Linked DNA regions of Zea mays: all the other regions are linked to region 3. Evidence: chromatin contacts called from public Hi-C data. All regions are on one chromosome and are shown on one strand. The core of a region is the stretch at or near the end of the contact, and the rest is flanking DNA. Distances in the headings are between cores, read along the strand shown. Region 1 holds the start of LOC100272734. Region 2 holds the start of LOC100193783 (Eukaryotic translation initiation factor NCBP). Region 3 holds the start of LOC103634084 (ethylene-responsive transcription factor ERF012). Region 4 holds the start of LOC100272589 (Splicing factor 3A subunit 2). Region 5 holds the start of LOC100502457 (Mitochondrial phosphate carrier protein 3 mitochondrial).

Region 1 (3,025 bases), core at 401-2,900, 230 kb before region 3:
TTATTATGACCAAAATACACATAATCAAGTAAAAATTCTTAAACTCATTTAGTCATTTCTAAATTTAAACAGAACCAAGGTTCTAAACGAACAGAAAATTTTGAGTGATTACCAATATTCTCTGCTGATCTAGAAGTCATGAGTGCAACATTTTGGTACACTAAGATGTCATGCTCCCATGTATGATTGAGGAAATGGTTCATTGAATTGCAGTTGAATGATTTTAGTTGAGATCTGAAAGCTTATTAGTTATTACTTAGGATCATGTTGGTTTAGCTATAGAAGGCTACATCAAATCAATTGCTACTTACTAGAAGATTGTGCTTAGTGTCTAACATTTAGAAATGGAGCCAGTAAGCTCTAATCAGCAATAGAATCAGTTTTGTGAAACCCACATTAGTTGAGGCTTCTAGCTGCACTTTACACTACGCTATGGAGTATATGGACAGTGCATAGCAGTTAGATTGATTATTCCAAGCAACTAAACAGCATGGAAGAGCAACTGAATTTCAAATTTAGAGCACTTACTCGCTGATGCCCTCGTAGACTGTCCCAAACGAGCCACTACCCAGGAGCATCCCTCGGTTCCATGACCGGATCCTCCTCCTAAACCTCCCGTTCGGTGAGATATAGAACATGGATTCAGTGGTGGTGCTTGAGGTCTCGTCATCGTTGGTTGTTGATAGTGAAGAAGTGCCAGTAAAGCCCTCGGACGACTCCTCCAGCCTGAGATCGTCCAACATTAACAATACCGCCCCATCCTCGTCGTCATCCTTCTCCTCTGCAGCCCGGTGTCCAAAACGACGGACAGTTCTGCTCGCGGGAGCGTCCTCTTTCTCATCCGGCGCGAAGGACCGCAAGATATCCCACGTGGATCCCACGCCGCAGACAGCTGGTAGCGCCATCGAAGGCGGCGGCTTGAGCACCGGCGGCGGGCGCACCCCCTTGATTCCTCCCTCCCCAACTGCCCTCCTCACATCGGGAAAGGTGGACTCGGGCGGCGGATCCAGGCGTGCCGGCCGCTCCGGAGCTTCGATTGGGCCGTCCCTTCCCGTTCCGGCCAGTAGCTCCGGGTCGGCGTCCGCAGCCTGGGCGGGCTCCTCGGCACCCACCTGACAGAAAGGCGAGTCCCGCTGAGGGGAGTCGTGGTTGGTGCGTGCGGAGTTGGGGGAGCCCGAAGCGGAGGTGGAGGATCGAACGGCCTTGTGCGCCTCCCAGTCGGCCAGCGGGATGGCGAAGTCGTCGGGTCCGGAGAGGCCGAGACTTTCGCACAGGAAGCGAAGGTCCCTGCCCCCGTCGCCGTTGCCGCCGATGCGAAAGCTGTTGACGACGTCGATGGAGCAGGCAAGGGAGCCGGCGAGCGAGGCCCGCCCGGACCCCGGCGCGGAGGCGACCTGCGGGGACGGCGGGTACTGGCAGTAGTTGGTGGCGTTGTAGCTGATGTTCTTGGACGCGTTGCGGCGGTCGAGCCGGCGGAGGCGGCGCCTGGATGATCCGGAGCCGGAGCCGCCCGACGGCGACGGCGCGGGGTCCTGCGCTGAGAAGGGCGGGCCCATCGGTGGCGGCCTCAGCTCATGGGCGCCCTGGAGAACGCAGGGGCGAGGATCGAGGGGAGAACACCGAAAGCGAGAGGCCGAGAGCTCGGCTTGGGGACGCGGGGAGACGGCAAGCGGCAAGCGGGGGGAAGTTTTTTTTTTTGTAAGTGGCCGCGGCTGAGGCTTTTGGGTTTTTCGGTGGGTGAGGTGGTGGAGGTGGCCGAGCGTATGGGAGATATTTAACTTTCTGCCATTTGATCCTAATAAAACCACTATTAGGATGGCACCTACAATTTTATCATCGGGAAAAATCTTTATTTTTTTACCAATTTAATGATATGGTTTCACGTGCCAGACTTGTCGCAACGAAGAGACCACATAAGGGCTTGTTCGGTTATTCCTGTCCCATGTGGATTAAATGATATTAAAAAAATTATGAAGATTTTGATTTGTTTGAGATTGAAACTCATCCAATCTCATTCAATCCACATGAATTGAGTGCAAAACGAACAGACCCTAAAAAGTTTAAAAATACCCTTATCACTTTCTTGCTTAAAGAGATCCTCGCAAAACTGATTGTTGCCATACTTCAAGCCATTATTGAAGCCTTGGCTGGACCAAATGCAGATATGTCCATCCTCAAAACCACAACGAGACCTTCTATAGTGTTTGCTTGATGTATGATGGATCTAGAGTTTTGGACCACTATCATGAACAGGGGAGAATTTAGAGAAATTTATCGGGGTTAGCAGATCCTGATAAATTTTATAAATCCTTTAGCAAAACATTGTTAAAGTTCATAAAAGTTTATATAATATAGCAAAGTTGTTCTTGATGATCTCGACAATATTTTTGGCTGGATTTGCCGCTGTCATGAACTAGAAGATGCCTCTATCCTCGTTGCCAGCGACAACAACTGAGAAATGCGTCACTCACTCAACGTGCAGTCTATGACAACGCATCTATCGGAGATGAAATCTCCGGCCGGGTGGCGGAGTGCACCCGCCCTAAATCCTAAGATGAGGAGGGGCCTAAGTGTTTTGCTCGTTAGTTGAAAAATGGGAAGAATACAAGAACACACAAGGATTTAGAGTGGTTCGGGCCGCCGGAGCGTAATACCCTACTCCACTGTGTGATGTATTGCATGAGAGATTGAGTTGTCTAGAATCACTTGGGCTAAGTGAGCCTGTCTTGTAACGTTGCATGCCTCCCCTTTTATAGCTAAAGGGGGCATGTACCAGAGTGCTGAGCCCCGACATGTGAGCCCAGGAACATAGCGGATGTAGCCACTGATATCTCCTGCTGGAGCAATCTTCTTGCGCCCTGACACCCGAGATCTTGTACAGTCTCGGCGTGCAGGGGAAGCTTCTCGCACAAGGGATGGTAAGCACAGTGCGCTGCATGGCACGGACGCACTCTTTGACAACAGACTGGACAGGTGCGTCGTCTGCAGGATGACCCTGACGCCGTCTGCCAGCAGAGAGGACTGG
Region 2 (2,914 bases), core at 293-2,792, 150 kb before region 3:
TTTGATATTATTTTCATATATATTGGCAGGTACGTAAATGAATCGCATTCACAATGCCATTGCTGAATCACAATTACAGTCAAATCAAAGCTTACAGCACAAAAGTTCAGGCAAAAATGAATATGTAGTTCAGTTAAATTAATTTAAGCAACAACAAACATAATGAAGAAAATTGGCTCAGTAGAACCATGTAAACTATAAATATGGCTCCAAGCAAGCTCAACCATAATAACATATAACTGCAGAGAATATGGTTGGGACAAGTTTCGACTTTCAAATTGTCCACACTAAAACATGTCTCGCTGCATAAAAATAATCCTACCATCAACTTGTTTTTTGTTTCATCAAGATGGGTTCAACTTGCCATCACATGATTCTAATGGCATAATCATGTCCCTCATTTCTTATCTGCATGTTGGTCATGACACATGAGGAGTAACTACTAACCCATTCCAATGTATAAAGAACTAGCACAATCTTGATTGGCATACAATACATGAAAGAATGGGTTGGTTTATCACCATGGCATTCCATATGATAACTTGCCCATCTAAGAGTGAATCAACACAAAAGACGATAGGATGCTACCAAGGTGGACGACCTCATAATAAGCTGAGATCATTTTGCATATGGTAACAGGCCTATGTGACTATATCATCATATAGTAGGGGCTCAAGTAATGGATGAGTTTGGATTCAACCAAAATATGACAAACGGCAGCAAACAATCTAGTAAAAGCACATACATTGATAGTACAAGTTCACTTACCAAATCCTCCCAAAATCGACCTGAAACTGCCTTTTTGAATCTAATTATCCACTTGCCACCATTCTGGTTTGCAGGATCCTGGCCAATTAAAAACCATTAACCATTTGCAACATGGACAGACATCGTACATGTAGACAGAGAGACGACAGAGAATGCCACATTCAGAACAATACCTCCCAGAGGGGACGGATGCCATCCTTGAAGAGATGAAGGTCAGTGGGGCTCGGCAGGGAAGAAGGGCGCGCAAGGTGGCAGTAGCAAACCCAGAACGATTCGACCTTCAAGTATTCAAAAGGAAACAGCAGTCAGCTGAACTGAAGTTAGGAATCTCCCCCATCAACTACAGCCATCCGAGAGACACACTGTGCTGAAATCGATGATCTTCTTGATGTTGTCCTCGTACGACTGCGACCTCGCTCCAGGCGTCCGGCGAGTGTACCAGAGCACGAGTTTGTGCTGCAGACAGGCAGCCAAAATTCACGAGTCAAATCGACTTATACAATCCCACCAATCAATCTACCACGCACAACGCAGATGAAGGTGCATAGTCACCAGCTAGTTGAGGCGTGTGACAGATCTAGCTGTGGTGGAGTCTTACCCTAAGGGGGTGAAGGCCGGACTTGAGGTCGCGGTTGCGGCGCTCGGTCTCCTCCGAATCCGCTTCGTCTTCCTCGGCGGCGGCGGGCGCGTTATCCTTCCGCGCGTGCGGTAGCTGCTGCTGCTCCTGCTCGGCCTCCTTATTCTCCGCCGCCGCCTCCATGGTGCGCCTTTACTGCTTGACTGGATGTGGCTAGTCAGAACTCTCGGGCAGTAAAGAAGGATCGCGAGGAGCCGAGGAGGGGAACGAAGAGAAGGTGACAAAAGGAGAGTGTAAGGAGTCTTGGGCCTTCGGAATGGGCCTTTTGTAGCTGAAATTTCTTGTTTTTATATGAAATTGTATAGATTAGGTTTGAGTCTTAAATTTTGCTACAATGTGTATATATATAGATGCACATATATAACAAAAGTTTTTGAAATCTTAAGCATGTCTTTAGAGGGTGTTGGGGCGAAGGCAAAGACGCTACCCTTCGTTCCAGCCTTCGTTTTTCTCGCTGTGCCAACGGAAGCAGAAGAACCGGCGAGGTCCACCCTTCGCCTCCTACACTACGAGACGAAGGCCTACGACGACGTCGCCCCGTCCCACGTCCTCACTCGGCCTTGAGGCCCATGAGGGATTCAGCCCATTGTAACAGGTCCCGCACGGAGAAGCGTGTTACGGGCTCGATTTGTAATACCTTTTCTGGAATGACAGTCTGTAACCCTCCTTTATGGGAATATTCCGGGGATAGTGCAGGTGTCTGAGGGTACATGTGTCCTTACATCGAAACGTTGGACACTCAGGCACCTATAAATACCCCCGTACAGTGCCCTTGAGAGGCTGGATTAACAGAGCTATTGCCATCTCAAGTTGAAATCCTATTTATGTTGCTTTCATTCCCCCGTTGGATCAACTTGCCCAGGAGAGCAAGTTCCAACATTTGGCGCTCATCGTTCGTGCTACGAAAAATCCACCCACGATGACACCCAAGAGAGCTAGCTCGAAGGCAGCCCATTTGTGGACGAAGCCGCGAAGGCAGCGCTGCTGGCTGAGAAAAAGGGCAAGGCCCTTGCAGACACCACCCACCAAGAAGCCTGCGAAGACGACGCACTCAACAAGAGGCAGCGCAATGAACAACCTACACCCGAAGGCAGTCTCCGCACCTGCAGCTCCAGAGGACAACCGCAACCTCCCCCAGGCTTCGCTCCACCGGAGGGCGCGGACGCCACTAAGGATGGCGAAGTCATCGGCGTTTCAGCAGAGAAACAGCTACAACTACGGGCCTTGCGCATCAAGAACCGCAACCTCCAGAAGCAGAAAGAGATCATCGAGGTCAAGCGCCAACGTGTCTCTGCGCAGGCCAAGGTGCGCCAGATGATACGCGACGAGGAGCAGAGGGCTCAGGAACTTGAGCAAGAGATTGCGCTCATGCAGCGCGAAGGCCAACTTGATCTGCAACACGGCACACCCCTCCAACAGCGTGCGCCATTCGAAGACCTGTTCATTCCTCAACGCGGACCCGCCATCCCGCACACCACAGCATTCCAAGGTGTCAACTACCTTGACGAG
Region 3 (2,879 bases), core at 347-2,846:
TTGTAGCCTGAAAAAAATGATGCCACTATTTTATATAGCCCGCTATTTTAAACCTTGCCCACGACTAGTTTTTTTAAGGAATATAGATTCTTAGAAAAACTCATAAGAAAAAAAACCTAAAACATGCATATAGTACGTACCATTGTTAACCGAAGATTTCTTAAACAAGATGCGGAAGGAAACGAGAACGCACGACGGGTGCGCTAGATTCGAGCAGGATCAAAAGCATCGTGTGCGTTCACCTTTACAACACCAAAAACTATGATACACACCAGCAGCAGTACAGCACAGCGCTAGCTAGTGTGAACCGCAAAATGCTTAGACGCGAAGCCTCAGGAGACAGAGACACAGCGCGTGTCCTTCCGAGCACTTTCTGATTAGATTAAGCAATCGCGAAAACTGTACTAATAATTCTATCTTTAAACAAAATGGAGGCAAATCTAGCAGAAGTATCCGATGCTCTCGGCTCTCGCTCGCTCAACAATCCATGTCCAGATGAGTACAGGTAATTAATATTTATCTTGTTTTATCTTATGTAAAAAAACAAAAGAATCTTTGGTGGAAGCTGCGCATGCATGAACCTAGCTAGGCACTCTCCTTGCAATGTCGTCGACAAGAAAAAAGATGGAGCAATGCATGTACGCTCACTGCATTGCGATCGATCTTTAGAGAGCGCGAGGCCTAGCAGAAACTCCACAGCCTCATCAGCTCGCCGTCGTCCTCGGGCTCCTCCCACGCCGACGACGGGAACGGCGCGGCGCCGGTGTCTATCAGATCCATCGACTTGGGCGAGGCGAATGCCTCCAGGTCCGTCCACAGCTCCTCCCCGCCGGGCGGCGAGCCTGTGCTGTCGTCCGCGGCAGACGATGATGCCGTCGCGTGCTCCTGGTGGGCGTGATCGGTGCTGCCCTGCGTCGACAGCGAGGCAGGCGTCGGCGTCGTCGTCGCGCTGGCGCCGATGCCGGCGGCGTCGCCGAACGCCGCGGCAGCCGCGGCCGCGGCGCGCTGGATGGACCTCGGCGACATGCCGCCGCTGGCACCCGGGTCGTCGTCGTCCGGGCGGCCGCCGCTGCTGTCATCAGCACGCCGGTGAGTCGAGGACGCGGACGAGGAAGGGAAGTTGAGGACGGCGTCGGAGCCCTTGAGGCACAGCAGCGCGGCGTCGTAGGCGCGCGCCGCGGCCTCGGGAGTGGCGTAGGAGCCGAGCCAGATCCGGCGCTTCTGGTTGGGCGCCCTGATCTCCGACACCCACGACCCCCAGCTCCGCATCCGCACCCCCTTGTACGGCCTCGCCGCCGCCGCCTTGCCGCTCTCCCGCATGGCCTTGCTGTCGGAAAAGGCGGCCGCCGCCGTGAGAACGCCATTGCTGCTTGGGTTCTTCACCATCATATATATGAACTGCCGTTCGGCGTGCGCCGCGGCGCTTAGATCTCCCCCCTGCTGTTCGTGCCTTGGGCGGGGAGGGAACGGGAGGAAGGGAGGAGAGTGACGCTGATGATGCGTGAGCAAGTGGACTCCATCGTATATATAGTGGCGCTGGCGCGGCGTCGAGCTCGCCACTGGAATGAAACGCCGCGCCTACACAGTGTCACACCACACGCACTAGCTCAGCTGTGGAGAAAGGGTTGGGGCTACCGATTTGGAAGACGCGCGCGCTTAGGTGTCATGCATGCCACCCTTAAAGTGTACATGCATGCATGTACTTCCTCGACGCGCTCCGCTTTTCTAATTTAGTTTCATCGTTCACATGATACGAGCTTGGACAAATCTGTGCTGTACTAGCTTTACTTCTTGGTCGAGTTCGTCGAACACGGACACACGGTAGTATATGTAGTAAAAACAAATACACGTTCGCTATTTTAGATATCATAGATAGATATACGAAACAGTACTTTGAACACTGATCGTCATTACATTAATATTTATAAAATGTAGTAGAATCATGATATTGTCTTGCTAATAAAAATTAAAAAGTTACTAACATGACATGTTTCAGAAGACACCATTGTTCAAAGTTTAACCAAAGTAAAAAGAACGTGCTATGTCAGAATGAAAATGTTTTTCCTATTTATTAACCAACCGGCCGGGAGGGTGGTGGTAATAAGTTGTATAGGGGTTTTAGATATTTATGCGTTAAAAACTTTGCGGGGATCAGTGATTATATATTCTTGTTGTTACTAATAGTAGAGTACTTTTCAATTATCCACGTTAGACACGATAGATAGAGAAAATAAATAAATTATGTAGGTACCTTTTTACACACATCAGAAACACCCATCCATCGCTTCAACAGATTCTATTCACGATCCACAATAACCATGTGAACTTTTCAATAAAATAAAATAAAAAAGAATTACCTGCCTTCATCATTATGAAAATACTTCAAAGTAACCCCTTAAATTTACATATAAAGTATCTACCTTTGTCATTATAAAAATAACCTAAGCTCACTACTCCTTAATATTTAAACTAACCTCATAAAAATTTTGCCGATCCAATCTTTGGAGATCGTCACATAGCAGGATTTGCGTACATATACGTTCTTAGGAATGAGCATTTGAACACACACCCTCCTTCTTCAAAAATTTGAGACTAACCAGCAGACCAAACATGTTTTAGTGTTCAAAATAAAACAATAATTATATTTGAATAAATATCTAAATACATATTTATATGATATATAACAACTAACCGTCGAAAGCAAGAGCTGCTAGTAATTAGAAAAACCCGGACCCTAAGATAACTGTGAGCGCATGCAACGTATGGTAAGAACATATAACCCTTGCTTTTTAGCTGTGCCGACTTTGCTTTTTAGCTGCTCTTACTTGAGAAGGTACTCCTACGTGCCCAGCCTAGATAGTAGCTGTAGACATGGCATA
Region 4 (2,813 bases), core at 113-2,612, 180 kb after region 3:
GTGAGGTAAGGACTTTGTAAATACTGTGAATGCAAGGAATACTGACCTCAAAGAGAAACGAGTGTTGCTTCGTCTCAGGATCATATTGTTTGGTTACTTTATACCCGGGTCTGCCAATCTTAACTGCAAAGGGAGGAAAGAAAGTTAATGAGAACAACTGACAAGACAATACTGTGTTGATAACTTAAGTTTGACAACAAAACAGAAAAGACTAATAAGGGCAGACCAAGTGCCAGAGGGTCTCACATCACTACATGAATGGGTTTGAGGAAGGGATAAACCGAGGCAAACCTTTCTTCCGCAAATGCGGAGAGGCTGCTTCGAACCTATGACCTAGAGCATCCATTTGGTATCAGGGAAACCCAGAGAAATTTAACTTAACAGGAAAGCTTTTTACCGGGCAACTAAAAAACAACAAGTTCAGGTTTGTTCTTCATACTCTTAGACCTCCTTTGGAACCCACACATTTGACCAAAATTTTGCAGGAAACAGTTCAATTCCAGCAGAATGCAGGGTGGAAAACACAATCCAAAGGGAATGTACTGTATTAAGTGAAATTATAAGAAACAAACATGGAAAGGTGGGCACAACAAAGTTGAAGTTGAATAATCTTCCAGGTCCACTTGCTATGCATCAATATTGGGTGAACTAAATTCCATTGATTAACTTGATATGGGTATAGTTTTGCTTCAAGATTTCAACTTTACATTAATCACAAAAGGAAAGAACAACTCGTTTTTCATCATTCTAAACACACTGCACATGCGTAATAGCATACTTCTATCTGATTGGACCATACAAAATCTAAGCAGCTGCAGAAAGTAAACAAGGAGACCTAGTTGGTAATTGACGATTCTAATTAACAACAGCAATTTTGCGGGTAAAAGGGGAGTGGAAATTCTTTTTTTTTTCACGCACCAGACTTGCGGGGGGCAAGCTTGCGCTTGTTGGGCTGGGGCTGCGCGGGCGCATCCTTGGCCTCTCGGGCGGCGCGCTTGGCGAGGTTGGTCTGGTGCCTCTTCCCTTGCGTGTGGGCTAGGTAGTTCCCCTCGTTGTTGTGCAGCGTCAGGCACAGCTTGCACTCATAGCTACAAACAATCAGAATCAGCGCATAGATCGAAGCGAATCGAGACGGGGGCGAGTTCGAAGAGTACGCTAGGGTTTAGGGCGGGTTACCTGCCGAGGTGGTTGCGCATGAAATAGGGATCCTTGGCGAGGTCGATGGTCTCGAGGGCCAGGCGGCGGAGACGCTCCCGCCGGTCAATAGCCTCATTCTGGGCGGAGGCGGCACCGCCGCTGCCGGGCTTGGAGCCCCACTCGCGATCCATGGCGTACGCTCGGTTTGGCTCGCCGCTGGCTGGCCAACCGCACCTCACTGGTCGCGTACGCCCACAACAATAAAGGCCCTTTGGTTGAGCTTTTTTATTATCAGTCTTTCTAAAAATTTGGGGTGAATAGAATTTCACTATGTAAAGAATCTGAGTATGTTGGGAATTGGGATTACGTACGGAGGAGGATGGAGTAGTTTAAAGGATTCTGGCTGTGAATAAAATCTGACTATGGAAAGAATCTAAGTATATTAGAGATTACGTACGGAGGACTATGAAGTGGTCGGAAGGGTTTAGGATATAGAAAGCGACATACTCCCTCCAGTGCAGTAAAAGAAGTCATCCTGCGCGTGACCGAGCGTGCACAAAAAGAAGTCATAGCACGCGTGGGTCTGGGATTTGGACGTTGTTGCCCCTAGTAATTGCACAAAAAAAAATGCATTTAAGAGGAATCAAATTTGAGACCTCCAGTCTAGAATGCCTTAGAGCTGCTGCAACAACCAATCAAGCTTGCTTGTTTTAGTGACGTTAATGCACCCATATCCCTATTTAATAGGGGCAAACAGGGAAAACTCTATGATAATTAATCACTCCTTGGTATGCACAATCATGTCCTAAACGACTACCTTTACTGCACTGGAGGGAGTATTCTTACTAATGTGATGACTCGACCGATTATGTGTTCATATTAATTTTGGATGTTTTTTACCAAAGCAATTCTTACAAAAACAGACTGGAAAGCTGAGGCGTTCGGCAGTCTGCAGCTTTTAGTGGCCAGAAACTAAAAAAAGGCCAAACAAATAGGGCCTATATAATTTGGTTGGAGAAATAAAAAATCATAAAGGTAAACCAGATAATTCTAACTAAATTGTTCCTACGTGGATCTATAGCTACTAGTGTTTGGGGCGCGCCCTTGGCGCGCTTGAGCTAGTTTGTAATTGTTTTCTATGATAGTCCTGTAAATTCTAAATTAGTAGTAAGTGGGTTCTTCAACATTAATATTAATTCATTTTGTGATTAGTTAAATCTATGTTATATTGTATCTAGGTATCACAACTAACCATGACAGCGAAATAAACGAATGGGCTGTGATGAATCTTGAGTGAGGGAGAGGTCAATGCATGTGCCAAACAAAAATGTCTCGTCACTCTTCACATGCCTAAATAAACCATATTTCTTAATGATAAGTATTAAGAGACTCCTTACCAAAACATGAAGGCAATCCTAAAACCATAGGAGGTGAAGCTAGATGCATCTAATGGCTCCACTTTCCATGGTGAGATTCTATGTGGGTGAAAAAATTGATGAAGGTTCCATTGAACCTAGGCAAAAATTACATTTTAGATTAATGTTTAGAATACAAAGAAAATTTTAAATATAATGAATCATTCTACACAACTGTAGATACCACGTACTAATTTATAAAAGAAAAAATGTCATTACCTTTAGAGATCTCTAGTGAGAATCTGTCCATAGCGATTCTGA
Region 5 (2,766 bases), core at 120-2,619, 150 kb after region 3:
GAGCAGTGCAGAAGGCCAGGCACGCGAGGGGTGGTTCTGGGGTTGGCGCGGATGGAGCGAAGCAGCGGCGAAGGTGGCCGAGCGGAGACAGGAGGAAAAGAAAGTGCTCGGTCCATACGCCCATACGGGCGACATGGCGAGATGGAGTGCGCGGCGGAGGAAGACGATGGTCGAAGGCCTGGGCTAGTGGAGCCGGCCGCGACGCCGGGGATGTAGGTCGCGGCGAGATCTGGAGGAGGCAGGTGTGCGGCAGTGGGCATGACGTGGGAGTGAGAAGAGGCGGCAGTGAGCCGGCGGCGTAGGAGAGAGAGGAGCACGAAACGTCCATAGGTCGATTGAAGATAAAATTTCGGGTCCGGTATAGGTGTCGCACGCGCACAGGTTGGCACTGGCGGAAACGCGGAGGAGGCCTCGATTACTAGCGTCTTTTAAGACTTTAGATGTCTTGATGAGGAGCGCAATCCCATCCATTTTGGTTGAGGCCCCAATCACAGACACTATAATAACTACGGGTAGGATTGACATGGAAGCCAACAATTTCTGCTCCCAAAACTCTAGTCACCACACACCCACACCTGACACCGGTAGATTCTAACTCCTCTACCTCAATATTAAAATAAAGTCATTTTGAAGGGGTAGCTAGAGATAGGCAAAGTATGTCGTTTTAGATGTAAGTACTCCATTTTGGACGGCTTTACCCTCCAACTCTTTGTGCCGAACCCAACATATCGCAAAAAAAAAATTGCTGAGCAATGAGGAAACCAATCCTAGGACCTCATGTCCCTGCTGCCTTTAACCGTCTGCAATAACAATTCAAGTTGCATCATTTTTGTATCCACAGTATAGCTACAGTGCTGTTTAATATGGACAAGCTTGATAAATGTAACCTAATTAATCACGCATAATTATATCCTAAACGACTTCTATTCCATATGGAGGGAGTACATCACTGCATAGCTGCATATGCGTCGCTTTGATTAGCCATTTATGCTACCTGGGATTTCAGCTGCCAGCATCAGTATCCGTAGTCAAAAATTCAAAATCAACAAATCAACAGAATTATCGGCCCAAATGGAAAACAAGAATGGAAGCCGTACTGCAAGATTCAAAGCACGTGAAACATCACATGATCCAGATTTCGAAGTTTCAAACCATGTGGTTCCCATGCACTCGAACCACGTGTGACGCGCCGGAAGGTCTGGCATATGACTGCGAGGCATGCTTCGTTTGTCCACAAAATTCAGTGTGTTTCCTCCTGGTTTTCGCCATGCGTCGCATCTTTTTCTCCGGCGCGGACCGCGGAGAAAAAAAAAATAGCCCGGCTATGCCAAAATCACCCCCGGCACGCTCTTCTCTACGCGCCCCTACCGTCCCGGCGGCGGCCAGCGCTGGGCTCTTTTGCCGTGCCCCGCGGCACTGCCCCCACGCCATCCGCACACACCCACTGGAAAAACAGCAGCCGCGCGTTACGGCGTTAGCGGCCAAGCCACTTTACGCCAGTGGCCGCCGGCAAGCGCGGTCAGGTCGGGACTCGACGGAGAGAGCTCTCAGCTTCTCCCGACCTAAGTAAGCTAGGTGGACAACGCCTGCAGGCTGCGGCACCAACGCGGCCTTCGCCGCGACCCCCTCCCCATCTCCCTCCTCCCTACCATGCGCGAGGGCGAGGCCCACGCCCACGCCCTCCCGTCGAAAACCCAGCTACTCCCGTGCCTCAAAGATGACGAGCCGCGACAAGGTGGGGTGCTCCTCGATCCCGCTGCCCCTCGACCGTGTCCTTGCCGCGCTGGTCGCCAGCACCCAGCAACTCGGGAGGGGGTGGGAGGCGGCCTTCCGCGTCCGATGCGGGAAGGCAGCTGGAGCGGCGGTCGGGGAGGCGGAGGGGAAAGGAGAGGTTATAGAGATGCACACGCCGCTGTTCTACGCTACCTGCGCCCTCGGCGGCGTTCTCAGCACCGGCCTCACTCACCTCGCTGTAACGCCGCTCGACCTCGTCAAGTGCAACATGCAGGTCCGTCACTGTCAGCGATAGGTTCCTTCGCTTGTTCTCCTTGTCCATGTCTCAATGACTAACACAGCTGCTGCCTGCTTCAATGTCCCTTCACTCAGGTGGATCCTAGCAAGTACAGGGACATTACATCTGCCTTTGGTGTCATGCTCCATGAGCAAGGACCCCGTGGCTTGTTCAGGGGATGGATGGCCACACTGGTTGGGTACAGCTGCCAGGGGGCCTGCAAGTTTGGGTTCTACGAGTTCTTCAAGAAGTGCTACTCTGACATTTCTGGTCCCGAGAACGTTGAAAGGTTGAGGACTTTGATCTACCTTGCAGCTTCCGCGTCCGCTGAGGTGATTGCGGATGTAGCTCTCTGCCCCATGGAGGCTGTCAAAATTCGGGTCCAGACACAACCGGGATTTGCTCGCTGCCTGGTCGATGGGCTTCCGAAGATTGTCCAATCTGAAGGTGCCTTTGGGTACAGATACTGCATGTCTTGTATGATCTGTGTTATTGTTCAAGGTTTTTGGGGAGCAACAATCTTTTAACACTGGGTGCAAATTTCAGGCTTTACAAAGGTCTACTTCCTCTTTGGGGCCGCCAAGTTCCCTGTAAGTCAAAAATGGATTGCTAGTTTATACAGTTACTTGTTAAGGGCTTATCGGTGCTTAGCTAATAGTTCAGCTATTAGCTACTTTTAGCAAATTAGCTAATAGTTAACTAGCTACTCACTACATCTCAAATTAGTATTCACTTTAGGGTCTGTTTGGAATCAT

What was found. Hi-C and Micro-C count contacts between places; a contact is called where the count stands out from the background.
Region 1: a Hi-C map of tassel shows a contact between it and region 3, with 1.9 times the contacts expected there. The contact joins the promoter of LOC100272734 here to the promoter of LOC103634084 in region 3. A contact is called at or near these places in 2 of 25 Hi-C or Micro-C datasets (ear and tassel).
Region 2: a Hi-C map of leaf shows a contact between it and region 3, with 6 times the contacts expected there. The contact joins the promoter of LOC100193783 here to the promoter of LOC103634084 in region 3. A contact is called at or near these places in 9 of 25 Hi-C or Micro-C datasets (bundle sheath, ear, endosperm and 4 more) and 1 of 3 datasets of contacts at active chromatin or transcription factors (leaf).
Region 4: a Hi-C map of leaf shows a contact between it and region 3, with 5 times the contacts expected there. The contact joins the promoter of LOC100272589 here to the promoter of LOC103634084 in region 3. A contact is called at or near these places in 2 of 25 Hi-C or Micro-C datasets (ear and leaf).
Region 5: a contact with region 3 is called in a Hi-C map of endosperm, with 2.1 times the contacts expected there. The contact joins the promoter of LOC100502457 here to the promoter of LOC103634084 in region 3. A contact is called at or near these places in 2 of 25 Hi-C or Micro-C datasets (endosperm and tassel).

What each region holds. Positions count from the first base shown.
Region 1 is chr1:37,421,899-37,424,923 of Zm-B73-REFERENCE-NAM-5.0, forward strand. LOC100272734 reads right to left here and starts at 1,651. Exons shown (of 9, transcript NM_001147187.1): 1 at 529-1,651. The coding sequence starts at 1,556.
Region 2 is chr1:37,502,710-37,505,623 of Zm-B73-REFERENCE-NAM-5.0, forward strand. It overlaps LOC100193783 (Eukaryotic translation initiation factor NCBP), which reads right to left and starts at 1,543. Exons shown (of 6, transcript NM_001138869.1): 1 at 1,367-1,543; 2 at 1,132-1,224; 3 at 942-1,046; 4 at 769-846. The coding sequence starts at 1,528.
Region 3 is chr1:37,656,855-37,659,733 of Zm-B73-REFERENCE-NAM-5.0, forward strand. It overlaps LOC103634084 (ethylene-responsive transcription factor ERF012), which reads right to left and starts at 1,597. Exons shown (of 1, transcript XM_008655705.4): 1 at 220-1,597. The coding sequence starts at 1,389. The coding sequence ends at 682.
Region 4 is chr1:37,834,323-37,837,135 of Zm-B73-REFERENCE-NAM-5.0, forward strand. It overlaps LOC100272589 (Splicing factor 3A subunit 2), which reads right to left and starts at 1,363. Exons shown (of 7, transcript NM_001147052.1): 1 at 1,177-1,363; 2 at 919-1,088; 3 at 47-123. The coding sequence starts at 1,328.
Region 5 is chr1:37,810,179-37,812,944 of Zm-B73-REFERENCE-NAM-5.0, forward strand. LOC100502457 (Mitochondrial phosphate carrier protein 3 mitochondrial) reads left to right here and starts at 1,370. Exons shown (of 6, transcript NM_001196935.1): 1 at 1,370-2,008; 2 at 2,107-2,468; 3 at 2,558-2,601. The coding sequence starts at 1,718.